2 separate regions of the Sus scrofa genome follow, and region 2 is linked to region 1. Evidence: chromatin contacts called from public HiChIP or PLAC-seq data. All regions are on one chromosome and are shown on one strand. The core of a region is the stretch at or near the end of the contact, and the rest is flanking DNA. Distances in the headings are between cores, read along the strand shown.

The links. HiChIP or PLAC-seq counts read pairs in DNA pulled down with a chosen protein or histone mark.
Region 2: an H3K27ac HiChIP or PLAC-seq map of alveolar macrophages shows a contact between it and region 1. The contact joins two enhancer-like sites. A contact is called at or near these places in 1 of 47 Hi-C or Micro-C datasets (embryonic fibroblasts) and 1 of 2 datasets of contacts at active chromatin or transcription factors (alveolar macrophages).

Annotation. Positions count from the first base shown.
Region 1 is chr1:98,248,133-98,255,649 of Sscrofa11.1, reverse strand. It overlaps CTIF (CBP80/20-dependent translation initiation factor), which reads right to left. Exons shown (of 12, transcript XM_013992850.2): 4 at 4,058-4,131; 5 at 2,861-2,947. Among named protein-coding and RNA genes, the nearest start is that of TRNAD-GUC, 24 kb to the right of the region's middle. Within about 2 kb of position 4,984, at least 8 of the 83 cell types and tissues checked have an H3K27ac peak or open chromatin away from gene starts, as enhancers often do. A contact at or near this core is called in alveolar macrophages, where this site is marked.
Region 2 is chr1:98,694,260-98,701,776 of Sscrofa11.1, reverse strand. All of the region lies in intron 16 of DYM (dymeclin), which reads left to right. Among named protein-coding and RNA genes, the nearest start is that of SMAD7, 160 kb to the right of the region's middle. Within about 2 kb of position 4,061, at least 2 of the 83 cell types and tissues checked have an H3K27ac peak or open chromatin away from gene starts, as enhancers often do. A contact at or near this core is called in alveolar macrophages, where this site is marked.

The DNA.
Region 1 (7,517 bases), core at 3,735-6,234:
CATGAGTGATGGGCCTCTGCCCCCAAAATACACACAAGCACAGAATTTTTATAAAATTTTAAGGGATTAAGCCAATTCAAGGATACTGTGATGTGATGACCTGACCACCAGGCATCAGAAGGGCTTAAACCATGGTTCTGCCGCTTGGGCAGTTACTGTGCCTCTCTGAGCTTTGTTTCTCTCATCTCTGAAATACGGATGCAAGCATCCTCCTCCCAGGCTGTTGAACGATCGTACACTGTAGTAAGACAGCTGCTGAGAGAAAGGTGACTTCTGGGGGTGGGGTCAGGGTCGGGGGTGGGCAGAGTTAGCAGCAGAACAGGTGAAACGCAGCAGTGTAGCCCATCATATCACTTCTATTTAGATCTGAAATGACAGTGAGACAAAGGTGGGCAGAGAAGAAAGGGAAGGAAAAAGAAAAGCCATGAGTATAATGAAAAGAAAAAAATGGCAGTTCCCGTCATGGCTCAGTGGTTAATGAATCCGACTAGGAACCATGAGGTTGCAGGTTCAATCCCTGGCCTTGCTCAGTGGGTTAAGGATCCGGCGTTGCCGTGAGCTGTGGTGTAGGTCGCAGATGAGGCTCGGATCTGGCATTGCTGTGTGGCTGTGGTGTAGGCCGGCAGCTACAGCTCCAATTAGACCCCTAGCTTGGGAACCTCTATATGCTGTGGGTTCAGCCCCAGAAAAGACAAAAAGACGAAAAAAATAAAAAAGAAAGAAAAAGAAAAAAATGGAAAATAGCAAGTGCCTGTGGCGAGGATGTGGAGAAATCGGATCCTCTGCATATTGCTGTTGGGAACGTAAAATATTCAGTTGTCGTGGAAAACAGGATAGCAGTTCCTCAGAAAGTTAAAACACAGAATGACCATGTGTGATATTGTGACTTATAATAATATATACTTGATCTTCATCCCCAGTCTTGGCACAGAGCTCCTAAAATCTTTGAAATTTCCTAATCAAGTGATTAAGGGTGTCTTTCGTTATGCTAATGAGGTGAAATTTGGAAAGTCCATGGGTCCCATAAGGATGGGGGCTGGTTGCCAGGGGAACGCACCCTGTGATAGAAAAATAGGAATTTCCAATGGGATCCTTCTATACAGCACAGGGAAATGTGTGTTATTGGTCACTGTGTTGTACAACAGAACTTGATGAAACACTGTAAATCAACTATACTTTAATAATAACACCAATAACAATGAAAAAAAAAAACAGTAGGAATTTTCAGCTGGATTTCCAGGGAGGGGAGAGGGGCTGGCGATTGAACCAATCAATGATAACCAATGAGTTAAGCAATTATGCCTATATAATGGAGCTTCCCTAAAAATCCAAAAGGACAGGGTTTGTTCATGGACATGGAGGGAGAATGGTGCTCCCAGAGAGGGCCAGGAAATTCTGTTCTTTTCCATGCCATGCCCTATGCATCTCTTCCATATGCCTCTTCCTGAGTTATATACCTTTACATGATAAACTGGCAATCTAGTAAGTAAAATGTGTTCCTAAATTCTGTGAGCTGCTCTAGCAAGTTAATCAAACCTCAGGAGGGCTTGTGGGAACCTTTGATTTATAGCCAGTTGGTCATCAGCACAAGTGACAACCTGGACTTCTACTGCTATCTGGGGGTGGAGCTCTGAACCTGTGGGATCTGATGCTATAGATAGATAGCGTCAGAATTGAGTTGAATTATAGGACACCCAGCTAGGGTTGAAGAATTTCATGTGGGTATTGGGGAAAAAACATACGTATCAGAATTGGTGTCAGAACTGAACCACGTGACCCAACAGTTCCCCTGGGCATAGGCCCCAAAAGAACTGAAAACAGAGACTTAAAGCAAATAATTAGACATGAATGTTCATAACGGCATTATTCATGGTCACCAAAAGATGGGAACAACCCAAATACCCATCAGCCTAAATAAATGGTGATATATTCATACAATGGAATGTTATTCAGCTGTGAAAGGACTGAAGTACTTGAAGTATACGTAAAACCTACAATGTGGGAGTTCCTATTGTGGCGCAGTTGAACCATGAGGTTTCGGATTCGATCCCTGCCTTGCTCAGTGGGTTAAGGATCTGGCATTGCTGTGGGCTTCAGTGTGGGTCACAGATGCAGCTTGGATCCTGCGTGGCTATGGCTGTGGCTGTGGCATAGGACAGCAGCTACAGTTCTGATTCAACACCTAGCCGGGAATTACTATGCCACAGGTGCAGCCCTAAAAATAAAAAAAAAAATAAAAATAAAAAATAAAAAGAGGAAGGGAGGGAGGAATAAAGGAAGGAAAAAAAAGAAACCCTCTGTCTCACACCCCTGTGTCTGCTGGAGACCTATTCCTGTCCTGCACCCAGCCCAGGCCCTGACACCTTCCCCTTTAAAAGGGGAAGTAAACACTGATGCATGAACTAAGTAAAGAATGAGAGGACCTGAGTAAAAGCAACCACTACACTGGGGTTCTTAAGGGGGTGGGGGTGGGGGGAGTCCCTGCCCCAGGGGCATAAGCATTTCCTGAGAACTTGTTAGAAATGCAAAGTCTCAGACCCTACCACAGACCTCCTGAATCAGAGACCCTGGGGGTGGACCCACGGATCTGTGTTCTGATCAAGGTGAGACCCACTGCACTAGGCTGCTGACAAAAAGGGCCACTGTGAGTGGTCAGGAAGGGGAGCAGCAGTGTGGCTGGAGGGGCTGGGCAGTGAAGGGTAGAGGGATTTTGGAGAAAGACCAGTGAACCTACAGGTCTGAGCTGATGAGCCTCTCTGGACATCAGCCCGCCCACGGAAAGGCCCCTCTCTGCTGGGGTGTGGCCCAGCTGTCCCCCATCTCACCAGCCCCTATGTGAGAGTCCCCGGCTGCCCCTTACCCTTCCCGGTCGATGTGCGTGTGTCGCAGCTTCCGGTGGAACTGGGTGAAGTCCAGCTTTTCAGGCTGCAGGTCCCAGGTGGCACCACTAGAGGGCAAGGGAGGGTGAGAAATGTGAGGCAAGGGGGGCAACAAGCTGTGTTCTGGTGGCAATGAAACACCTCAGGCACACCCAGATGGGGAAGCATCTCAGAAAGAGGTGGGCGGGAAGAGGAGGCTCCCACTGGTGATGCGCAGGGGTCAGGCTGGGACCCCTCACTCAAAATGGAGCCTGACATATCAGCTCTGTGCCTGCAGGCAACAGGGCAAGGTCCTGCCTCTGAAGCCTTCTCCTCTCTTCAACTCTGCTGTTCGATGATGGATGCTTATAAAACCTAAGTGTGGGCCTGATGCTTGCTCTATAGAAGCCCTCCTAAAACACTTGAGAGTTTGTTAGTGGGAAGACAGGAGGCCACATCCCCCAAGTGCCGGTACCCATGGTGCTTGTATGCTGGGGGAGCCAGGGTCTGAGCCAGGGTGTGCCTGGAGCACCCCAGAGTTGGTCAGCTCCAGGGCCAGGGGCAGAGCTGAGCTAAAAGGCCACTGTCATCCACCACCCAAGGCCGTCACTCCCAAAGGAGTAGACACCGTAGCTCAGGAGCCCAACAGCAAACCCTACAGCAGCACCATCCCCGTGTCCTGAGGAACCCTGGCCAACACCTGCTTTTCCCACCTGGCCCATCAGGAACCTTCTAGAGTCTGAAGCACTGACAGGCATTCTCGTTCTCCAGACCCCTCTCTGCAGCCACCCCCCTGCCTTCCATGACCTCCGGTGAGATGGGGCAGGGTCGGCAGCCCCAGCTGTCCGTTCCCATCTCTGACACCGTCTGCCTCATATCCACCATGTGCTGTTGTCTTCTGCCCTCCCCAGGTCCCCTCTGCTTTCTCTCCTTGTCCTCTGGGTAAGACTATGGCTATCTCTCTTCCCTCCCCTGTCGGCCCTCTTCTCTCGCTGTGTCCTCTTCCCTTCTCGTTCTCTTTCCCCTGGATGCCCGCCTTGCGTGTTCCTTCCTTCTCTCCTCCCTCTGACCTCCTTCCTCCAGCCTCATCCTTTCTACTTCACCCCCCCCATTAACTCCGCCCTAAAGACCCCTCAGGGCAGAAGGACCAGTCAGCTGGGGCCCCAGCTGGAGTCACACACGCAGGAAGAGGAGCTTACCTGAAGGAATCAAAGGTGTTGGCAGCCCAGATATCAGTGCCCAGCATGTCCAGAGAGTTGTCTTTGCTGCCATTCTGGAAGAGAAGGAGGGTGAAAAGGGGTGTCATTATTTGCTTGTCCAGGACACAGAACAAGTGGGCAGAAGGCCTCCTGAAGGCCCAATCCCAGAGAGGGTGGCAGAGAGCCCACCCCCATGCCCCCTACCCCATCCTGCTGGATTGGTCATCCTGGGCAGCCTGGAGGTTGGACCCTCATAGACACCAAGCAGGGGATGATGGGGGAGGGGAGAGGGGTGCAGTCAATGGGGGGCAGGGGGGGCCTGATGTGAGAGAGAAGCACCCAGAATGTGACCTCATTTTATGGCTGCATCCATTAAATGAGGGAGGGCCCATCCGTAAAAGGAGCCTGAAGCCTTAGGTGGCTTAGGTTCTCAGTAGCGGGGAACTTTCTTAGGATGGCCTGAGAGCTCCCACCAGCCCCAAACACATTTACTCAGGTCCGAAGCTTCTCCATACATGGCCACACCGGCACCTGCACACACCTGGGTCCTCCCCACGCCTGTCCAGTCCCACATCCCCATAATCTCTTGTGCTACTGACAGTGACCTGTCGCCTGGGCAGTACTCCTCTCCTGCCCCTCTCCAGAGGCACCCCATCCTTCAGCGCTTGGCTCCAGGAAGCTCCTCTGACCGCCCTTGCTCTGCAGTCACCTTGCTCGGCCCTGAACTCAGCACCGGCAGGGGTGAGCTGTGGCACAGAGCCCCTGGAGCAGCAGTTTCCACTTCCCCTTCTCACAGTGATTGCTCTCTTGCTCCAGGACATGGACCTAGGATGGCAGGGACCCCTCCGAGGGCCCTGGAGTTCTATGCTCCCTGCCCAGGAAGTGTATGCTAGCTGACAAACACTCCAAGAGATTTCACTGTCTCTTAAGCTCACATTTCCATCTTGTCATAATGAGCCATGTGATCAGTGGAGTTACTTCACTGATTTGGACTTCAGATTCTTCTTTTTTTAAATTTTGGCCACGCCCACAGCATGTGGAAATTCCTGGGCCAGGGACTGAATTCACGCCCCAGCTGCACACAAGGCTTCTGTGGTGACAACATCAGATCCTTTACTCACTGCACCACAGGAGAACTCCCAGATTCTTCATGTTTAAGTACAGATATCTCTCAGAGTGAAGTACCATATCCTGTAGATAGATTTCTGACCTGGCACACATGCTGCCACCATCCCCTCTCCCAACAGTGGCAGACATCACTAATTGATTATGCAATGATTTACAATCTTCAAATCAGGTGACCCCTAATGTTCTAGGATGAGCCCCTCCATCCCTTCCTTCGAGTTGCCTCATCACCCTACCCATCCCAACACCTGGTGCTCTGCTTGCTTCAAATGCAACTCTGAAATTGCAGGTGGCTAGGGAGACTCACTTTCTATCCAGGAAAAGCTCCCACCCTCTTGAGATGTTAACTGGTTTGTTCACAATGCCGTTCCCTGGCTTCAAAGATAATCATCAATAGGTATAGCACTTCAAAATGACTTCTAAAGCAAAGGTTGAGAAAAAAAAATCAAACAAACGAAAACTTGCTTCCAAAGCACACGTCTGAGACCTCACCCAGAGTGAAGTTCACTTCCTCCTTTAGGATAGTACCTGGAAGTCTGGAAGTCTCTCCCCAATCCCTGACCTTTAAATACACAACTTCCTCTGGCACTTGCAAATTCAGCTTACGTGGAGTGGACCGTCATTGCCCTGTCATTACTCTCTCTCGTTTTTTTGGCTTTAAAAAAAAAATTTTTTTTTTTATTTTTTAGTATCACACCCACGGCATATGGAAGTTCCCAGGCGAGGGGTCTAATTGGAACTACAGCAGCTGGCCTACGCCAGAACCACAGTAACATGGGATCTGCGACCTACACCACAGCTCATGGCAATGCCCGATCCTTAACCCACTGAGTGAGGCCAGGGATCGAACCCATAACCTCATGGTTCCTAATCAGATTGATTTCTGCTGCGCCATGACAGGAACTCCTTTTCTTTGCTTTTTAGGGCTGAATCTGAGGCATGTGGAAGTTCCCAGGCTAGGGTGTCATAACTCTCTTATACCCAGAATGTTATATCTTCCCAATTAAGTCTTTTTTGTCCCAAGAATTTTTATGGTGATAAAATGTACAAAACATAAAGTTTACCATTGTAACCAATTTAAGTATACTGTTCAGTGGTACTAAATACACTCAGAATATTGTGCAGGCATCACCACCATCCATCCCCATAACTCCTTTCATCTGGTAAAACCAGAAGTCTATGCCTATTAAACCGTAACTCCCCATTTTCCCCTCTCCCGGCTCCTGGCAACAACTATTCTCTTTTTTGTCTCTATGATTTGTGGGTGTGGGTGTGGGTGTGTGTGCATGTGTGTGTGTGTGTGTGTGTGTTGTTTTGGTTTTTTTGGACCTCGCCTGTGGCATATGGAAGTTCCCTGGCCAGGGATCAAATCTGTGCCACAGCAGCGATCCTAGCCGCTGCAGTGACTGACAGTGTCAGATCCTTAACCCACTATGCCACAGGAGAACTCTTCTGTCTCTGATTTTGATGGCTCTATAAGTACCTCATATAAGTGGAATCACACAGTATTTATCTTTTTGTGACTGGCCTACTTAGCATAATGTCCCCAACATTCATCTATGACCCCAACTAAATTTTAAGCTCCTGAACTATTGTTGCCTCCCGTTCTTATGCCCAGACAGTGGCCAAACTGGCCACAGAGTAGATCCACCTCAGATGCCTGCCAACTGATCAAACAGACTCTACCCGGTGCCAGCCCTGCTGTTTGTGTGTCTGAAAGACTGGTTCACAGGTTACACTGTCAAGATGGTTTCACTGTCCCGGGATTTGAGGCCTCTAAAGAGTGAGAGATAGGGGATGGAGAGAGAGAACAGCCAGGAAAAAGGGACGGGAAGGTCACAGCTAAACCCAGGATGCCCCAGGCAGGAGTCTCGGCCACCACCCTTCACAGCAGAGAGGAGAGGCCATCCGTCCACCATCAGCCCTATGCAGGGAGCTGGCAGCATCTCAGTCTGAAAGGGGGCATCACCCCCAGGATAAGGGAGGTGCTTGGGCACCTCAGGCTCGGGACCTGGCCTCTTCTGAAGCAGCATCCCTGGCAGGAGGCCTACCAGCCTCTGGGACTCTTGGGGTCCAGGGACAACACCCCACTGGCTGATGGGTGGGAGACAGACACAGAGCACAAGTTACTGGAGGGGATGCTCTAAGTATTTGCAGCAGGTGACACTATGTAAAGGGAGACCAACTCTGCCTGCACAAGCAGCTCAACAGTGAGGTGCTGTCACTGTCTCCGCTCAGAGGTGAGAAGTGTCTACTTTTTTCAGTACGTCATAGTTAAAATGCCCTCTCACATTTTCCTCACTGAATCCCCACAACTCCCTCCCATCCTCAGAGC
Region 2 (7,517 bases), core at 2,812-5,311, 450 kb before region 1:
GAGGTCAAGCCCTGTTGCTTCCTGATAAGGTCTGGAGTCCTTAGGCTGGAATTCTAGACCATCCACAGTCTATCTCCAAGCTGCCGTTCCAGCCCTTTCCCTCCCCCACTTCCCATCACTCCCATGCCCACCCCAGTGCTCTAGCCAACTGGAACCATGGCTGTGCTTTCTTCTTCCTTCCTGCATTTTTGGATTTGCTTACACAGTTTTCTTTTCTCAATACACTATTCTCTCATTTTTGCTTATTCAGATTGAAGGCATTCATTGAAGCCCTTGATAAATTGAACAACTTTTATGAAGCCTTTCCCTTTACTCCTCAACCTACCTGTGCCTCCATCCTCTAAATCTTCTTTGCTTTCTAGGAGCTCCCATTGTGTCTTAGCAAGTTAAGAACCCTACTAGTATCCATGAGGATTTGGGTTCGATCCCTGGCCTCACTCAGTGGGTTAAGGATCTGGCGTTGCCATGAGCTATGGTATAGGCCATTAGATGCAGCTCAGATCTGGCATTGCTATGGCTGTGGCATAGGATGGCAGCTGCAGCTCTGATTTGACCCCTAGCCTGGGAACTTCCATATGACGTGGGTGTGGCACTAAAAATTAATTAATCATTTACTTAATATTCTTTGCATATACACTCTAGGGACCTCCTCTTCTACCTTGTATGTAGTTATTTAAATGTTTTCTCTCTCCCACTCTATAACTTCCTTAAGAATAGCGGTCATGTCTTGGTCATCTGCATCTCCTTGATGCTTATTAGTTCAATGTCTGGTACATAATAGTCGCCCAGTAAATGTGATGAGTTCTTGAATGAAAAGCACACTTTATATACTCTAAAGAAGAAATGGGGGAGTTCCCGTCTTGGCGCAGCAGAAACAAATCTGACTAGGAACCATGACGTTTCGGGTTTGATCCCTGGCCTTGCTCAGTAGGTTAAGGATCTGGAGTTGCCATGAGCTGCTGTGTAGGTCATGGACACAGCTCGGATCTGGTGTTGCTGTGGCTGTGGCATTGGCCAGCAGCTACAGCTCCGGTTAGACCCCTAGCCTGGGAACCTCCATATGTCATGGATGCTGCCCTTAAAAAAAAAAAGAAGAAGAAGAAGAAAAAAGAAAGAAATGGGGACTTGATAGAATTCAATAGTTTGGGAGTAAAATTTTCTGTCTCCAGACCTGCCTTTCTAATTTTTATTCTTCCATCCTCTTTTCAATTTTAATTCATTTAACTGTTTCTCTCTATATGTGTCAGGCACTGTTCTAAACTTTGGATACACAAGTGGACAAAAATAGACAAAAATCCCTGCCTCACAGAGCTTGTGTGGAGGAGATAGACAATAAAATAAATAAGTAAAATATTTGCTGTTTTATTTATTTTTTGTACCCTGATGTTTTTATTTTTTGTTTTCTTTTTCTAAATTGAAGTGTACAATATAGTGAGTCACAATTTTTAAAGGTTATACTTCATTTATGGTTGTTATAAAATATTGGCTCTATTCACCATTGTACAATATATCCTTGTGGCTTATTTTATAATATTTGCTATTTTAGATAGTAGTAGATAAAAATAGAGGAGGATAGACAGTGTTGGGAAGGGAGCAGTTTTACATAGGGTGTCCAGAAGAGATTTGAATCAGTGCCACCTTGATTTTTTTTTCACATTTTAAATAATTTTAGACTTACAGAAAATTTGCAAAAATAGTAGAGACAGTTCATGTAAACCCTTCATCCAGGTTCCCCTGTTGTTAACAATACATATACCTACATATAACTATAGTACAATCATCAAAACCAGAGAATTAACATAAGTACAATGCTGCTAACTAAATTACAGACCTTATTTGAATTATACTAGGGTTTTTTTTCCCCTCTCCCAATGTTCTTGTTTCTGTTTCAGAATCCTTTCCAGAGGCCACATTGTATTTAATTCTGAGTCTCCTCCAACTTGTAACTGTTCCTCAGTCTTTCCTTATCTTTCATGACCTTGATTGATACTGTGCATGAGTGCTGGTCGGTTGTTTTGTATAATCCCTCTCAGCTTGGTTTTTTCTTATGTTTCCTCATGTTTACATTAAAGTTACGCATGTTTGGCAAGAATACCGTGGAAGCGACATGTGTCCCTCTCAGTTCACTGTGTCAGGAGGTACCTGCTGTCAGCCTGTCTCATTGCTGGTGGTATTGCCCTTGATCACTTGGTTAATGTGGTGTCTCTCAGAGTTCTCCAGTGAAAAGGCACTATTTTTCCCTTTGTAATTGATTACTATCTTGGGAGTGAGGCTTTGAGACTGCTAATATCCTGTTTCTCCTCAAACGTCTGCCCTGACTTTTATCATTTATCAGTGGAGCTTCCCTACACAGTTATTACTGTGGTGTTGACCTAGTGGCAATTTGGCATTTTATTCTATAGATTATGATTCAATACTGTCATTTACTTATTTGTTGCCCAAAATGTTCTAGCTTTGGCCAGCAGGAGCTCTTCCAGGTTGGCTTTTGTACCCTCCCCAGTCCTGGATCAACCACTTCTTCAGTGAACCCCTGGTTCCTTTTTTTTCCTTTTCTTTTTCTCCTTCTTCTTCTTCTTCTTTTTTTTTTTTTTTTTTTTTTTTTTTTTTTTTTTTTTAATGGTACTTAGGAAACAAGACCTGGGCATTAGGCTCCATTCTTCCTAGAACCTTCTGTACCCTTCCTCTTGCTCATCCTTTCACCACCTCTTTCTCTTCTGTGGACAGTCACTGCTTCTTCACTCTGCTCTCATACTCGGGTACTCTTCTTTTTTTGTTTGTTAGTTTTTATGGTCACACTCACAGCTTATGGGAGTTCCCAGGCCAGGGATTGAGCTACAGCTATGGCCACACTGGATCCTTTGACCCACTGCACCGGGCCGGGGATTGAACCCACACTTCCACAGCAGTGACCCAAGCCCCTGAAGTCAGATTCTTGACCCACTGTGCCATGGCTGGAACTCAAGTTCACTTCTTCCTTTGTGTGTATCCCTCCCCTATGATAAACCGTAGCTCCCTCTTTTGGACTGTCTCTTACTAGTTGTGTCTCCAGTCCATTGTTTTTCTACTTCTAATCCCAATCTTATTTTCTAACTCTTTTAAGTGAATGCTGCTGGCCCCAAGAGCCCCTCCACCAGCCATAGCAGACAATAAAGGTTAATTCTGTAGTTCATTCTAATACTTACCTTAAAGCAAAATGAATTACAGTGTACAGACCATCTGTGTGAATGTCAGTATGTTCATTTATTCTACTGTGTTCAGAAAGAACGTGCCCTTTATATTTGAGACAGTAAAATATAAATAAGAAACTATTGCATTTGGAATGGATAAGCAATGCGATCCTACTGTATAGCACTGGGAACTATATCTAGTCACTTGTGATGATGGAGGATAATGTGAGAAAAAGAAGTATATGTGTGGGACTGAGTCACTTTGCTATACAGTAGAAAATTGACAGAACATTGTAAACCAACTGTAATAGAAAAAATAAAAATCATTACCAAAAAAAGGAAATATAGGAGTTCCCATCATGGCACAGCAGAAATGAATCCAACTAGGAACCATGAGGTTGTGGGTTCGATCCCTGGCCTCACTCAGTGGGTTAAGGATCCACTATTGCCATGAGCTGTGGTGTAGGTCACAGACGCGGCTCGGATCTGGCATTGCTGTGTCTGTGGTGTAGGCCAGCAACCGTAGCTCTGATTTCACCCCTAGCCTGGGAACCTCCATATGCTGTGGGTGCTGCCCTAAAAAGCAAAAAAATAAAAAAAATTCAAAAAATTTTTCTAATTAAAAAAGATAAAAAGAAATATAACTCTGTTCTTCAGGATTATGGCTAAATAAATGAAGAAAGTAATTGATGTGTAGGAGGTCCCAGGCCAGTTACCTCTTATTTAGAACAAGATCCCACTGAGACCAAGGTCATGGATAAATTCCTTAAGTGGGCCAGTTAATTCTGTACTGAAACATAGCAAGAAACTGTATGCCTGAGTGCAACTGACCATCTTACTCTATAGAGGGACAAATGATGGAAGATGGATGACTCATTTAAAAAAAAAAAAAAAAAGGAAGAAAGGAAAGAAAAGCATCTCCAGTACTAGAAAAGAAACCAAAATTACATTTACTCACAGACGGTGAGTCATCCTCAGTTGGATTAAATGATAACACATTATTACCACAGATGTTACTAGAGAAAAAAAATACTGTTTATAATCGAGCTTTATCTCAGTTATCTTAATCATCTTTTGGGATTGTTTATAATAAAACGAATCACTTAAAACCTCTAGAGTTTAATTCACAGAATTCTGCCATATCTAAAGTTGATTGAAAATTCAAGCTGTGTGTTGGATAATATTTGTGCTATACCACATGACAGAATGTTATAGTCTTTTGGGTGGTTCACTAATATATACTGATAAAATAATTGTCGGGTATGTAATAATAGCTTTGTGCATGAGATTGATGTCAAAGGGGTTGTTTTGAATTGGAAATGCTGTTTTAGTAAAAGCTCTTTATGAAAGTGTGGAATAGTGAGTACTTACTGATTTGTTCTTCCTTAAAATATAAATTAAACATTTAAAAAATTGAGACTTCTTTTGAACCACTTTGGGGGTTGTGGAGAGAAGCACAGTGGAGACGTTAGCCAGCTAATGTCAACTGAAGAAGAGCCAAAAGTTTTTGAAGTTTCCCTTGCATTGCAGACTGAAGCCAAATTTGTAGAAGAATTACTCTTCCAATTTTGGGCGAGTAAACACTAAGATCTGGAAGCCCATGGCATAGTAATTGACTCTCAACCAAATAAAATATTTCTCAATCAAATGTTACTTGACATAGCCTTGTAAAATATTTGTGTAATATCCTGTGTGGAAATATATACTCTTTGGATAAATCTGTCTATATAGTTAAACAACTTGGCTATCCCGAGTAAATAGTATTAATATCATTCTAAACATCTTCTTCTTACTGGTATTGCGTGAAGGCTGGGAAAGGCAATACCAGGTAATGAGTTTGAGGGACCCTCCTGCGTAAACAGAGACAGAAAGAACAGGCTCTGAAATCCTCAGGTGCTTATTCCTCCTTTCAAGTTTGGAAGGAAATAAATGAAGTTAGTGTGTCCTCCAGAAGCTCAGCTAGAAGCCACAGCTCAGAGTTCTCTGTCTGCATCTCCAGCAGGGCCTGTCCCTGGCTCCCATTTCACTTACTCATGAGCATTTTGTATGTCCCGATGATCGGTCAGGATTCACCCAGATCTATGCAGGTTCTCGACCACCACCACCCCACCTCATATTTAATTATGTAAAGTTTCCAGGTTCCCTCTTTTCTTTGGGTTAGTGAATTATCCATGTGACTTGAGGATTAAGGATTTTACTGTTATCTAGTGTTTGAAAATTAGGTCATGCTCTTCAGGGGGGATGAACCCCTGAAGATAACTCCTCTTTTAGTGTAAACAGGAGACTCTGGAATAATAGAAGCTACTAACACTAACTGAACTTTTCATTTCATTCACTTAAGACACTTGATAAATCATCGAAATTAAAAGTGGATAGGCAGTGGCTCAGCAGTAACAAACCCGACTAGTATCCATGAGGATGCAGGTTCCATCCCTGGCCTCCCTCAGTGGGTTAAAGATCCAGTGTTGCCTCAAGCTGTGGTGTAGGTCACAGACGCGGCATGAATCTGGCATTGCTGTGGCTGTGGTATAGGCCTGCAGTTATAGCTCCAGTTCGACCCTTAGGCTGGGAACTTCCGTATGCTGTGGTGTGGCCCTAGAAAAAAAAAATTAATTAAAAAATAATAATTTTAATAAAATTAAAATAATAATAATTAATTTAAAAATAATAATTTTAAAAATTTTAAGTGGATAGGCAGTTTCACACTAAATGATTTTTTAAAACCTTAATTTTATATCTGTCTTTTAGAATACTTGCACTGTTGTTAGTTACATAAAGAGAAATATGGAAAGTTGAAATTTCCATAGTTTAGTGTCTTAAAATTGACTTGCTTAAAACCTTCCCCTGGAGTTCCCGTCGTGGCGCAGTGGTTAACGAATCCGACTAGGAACAATGAGGTTGCAGGTTCGATCCTTGCCCTTGCTCAGTAGGTTAATGATCCAGCGTTGCCGTGAGTTGTGGTGCAGGTCGCAGACGCGGCTCGGATCCCACGTTGCTGAGGCTCTGGCATAGGCTGGCAGCTCAGCTCCGATTAGACCCCTAGCCTGGGAACCTCCATATGCCGCGGGAGCGGCCCAAGAAATGGCAAAAAGACAAAAAAAAAAAAAACCTTCCCCCTATTAGGAGTCTCTCCCTGTCCCCACCCCAAATGTCTTCCGTTTCTCTGTTGGTTCTCTTTCTCCAGACAGAATACCAAGTGCCCCCTTGGTGCGCCCACCTCCTCTGGGAGCCACAGGAACCAACACCCATCCTGTCCGCAGATACACTCTTCCACGTCCCTGCACATCCACTCTCCTCAAGTGCTTCTACCCATGCGAGTATGACGAGCCAGCATCCTATCCTCCCTCTAACTCACAGGACCATTAGGTCCTGAGTGCTATGAATTCTGAGTATTTCCCAGATCTGCCCTTTCCCTGCACCTCGCCTCTGTTCCATTTTGCTTCTCCACATCTCACAGCCCGTTATCATAGCCTCCAGCTGGCCTATCCTCTTCCACCTTTATCCTCCTCCACAGCGTCCTTAGCCCTGTCGCCGGCAGAGTCTTCATGTACACCCTGCTCTGATCCAGCACACAGGGCCCTTCAGTAGCCTCACTCCTGACTTAGCTGTGGTTCTTTTTTCCCCTAAGGCTCCTGTGCTCCAGCCACGTCAGACTACTAGCAGATCTCCAAACGGGCAATATTCGTGCTCATCTGCACCTTAGTGCGTGCTGCTCCTGCCTTCTTCCTCCTTTCCTTCCAGCTTCTCACGAGTCTTATCTGTCAGGTGAACTGCCCTCACTTCAGGTCACAGCACTGGCTGTCCCTTTTCTGTGAAACCACGTGAGTCATTCAGGCAGACCATGTTTCTGTGGTACCTTGTTTGTCCCTCCAGTATAGCAAAAAGCGTCCCACAAGTCCCTAGCTTGGGGCCTGGAATCGAACTCATTCCATAGATATTCACTGAATAAATTAACTTCTCCACTCCACCTCTTGATTCCTTATATGTCTCTCTATCCTCTCAGCAAAAATATTTTTATGATTTTTATTTTTTGCCATTATAGTTGGTTTACAGTGTTCTGTCAGTTTCTACTGTACAGCAAAGTGACCCAGTCAAACATATATGTATATTCTTTTTCTCCCATTATCCTCTCAGAGAAAATATTGATTTCTCCTTTGGTCCCTCAGCTCTTCTCATCCAGTACACAGCATTAGATCAAAGCATCAAAATGACTTATTCCTCCCCAGGGAAATGTGAGGCTTTTCTCCACACAATGCTGTACCAAGGATCCCTCAGTCCGGGCCCTGGGGTAGAGAACGGGAAGATTGGGCCATGATGCTCTCTTACCACGAAGCTCTCCCAGCCAATTGG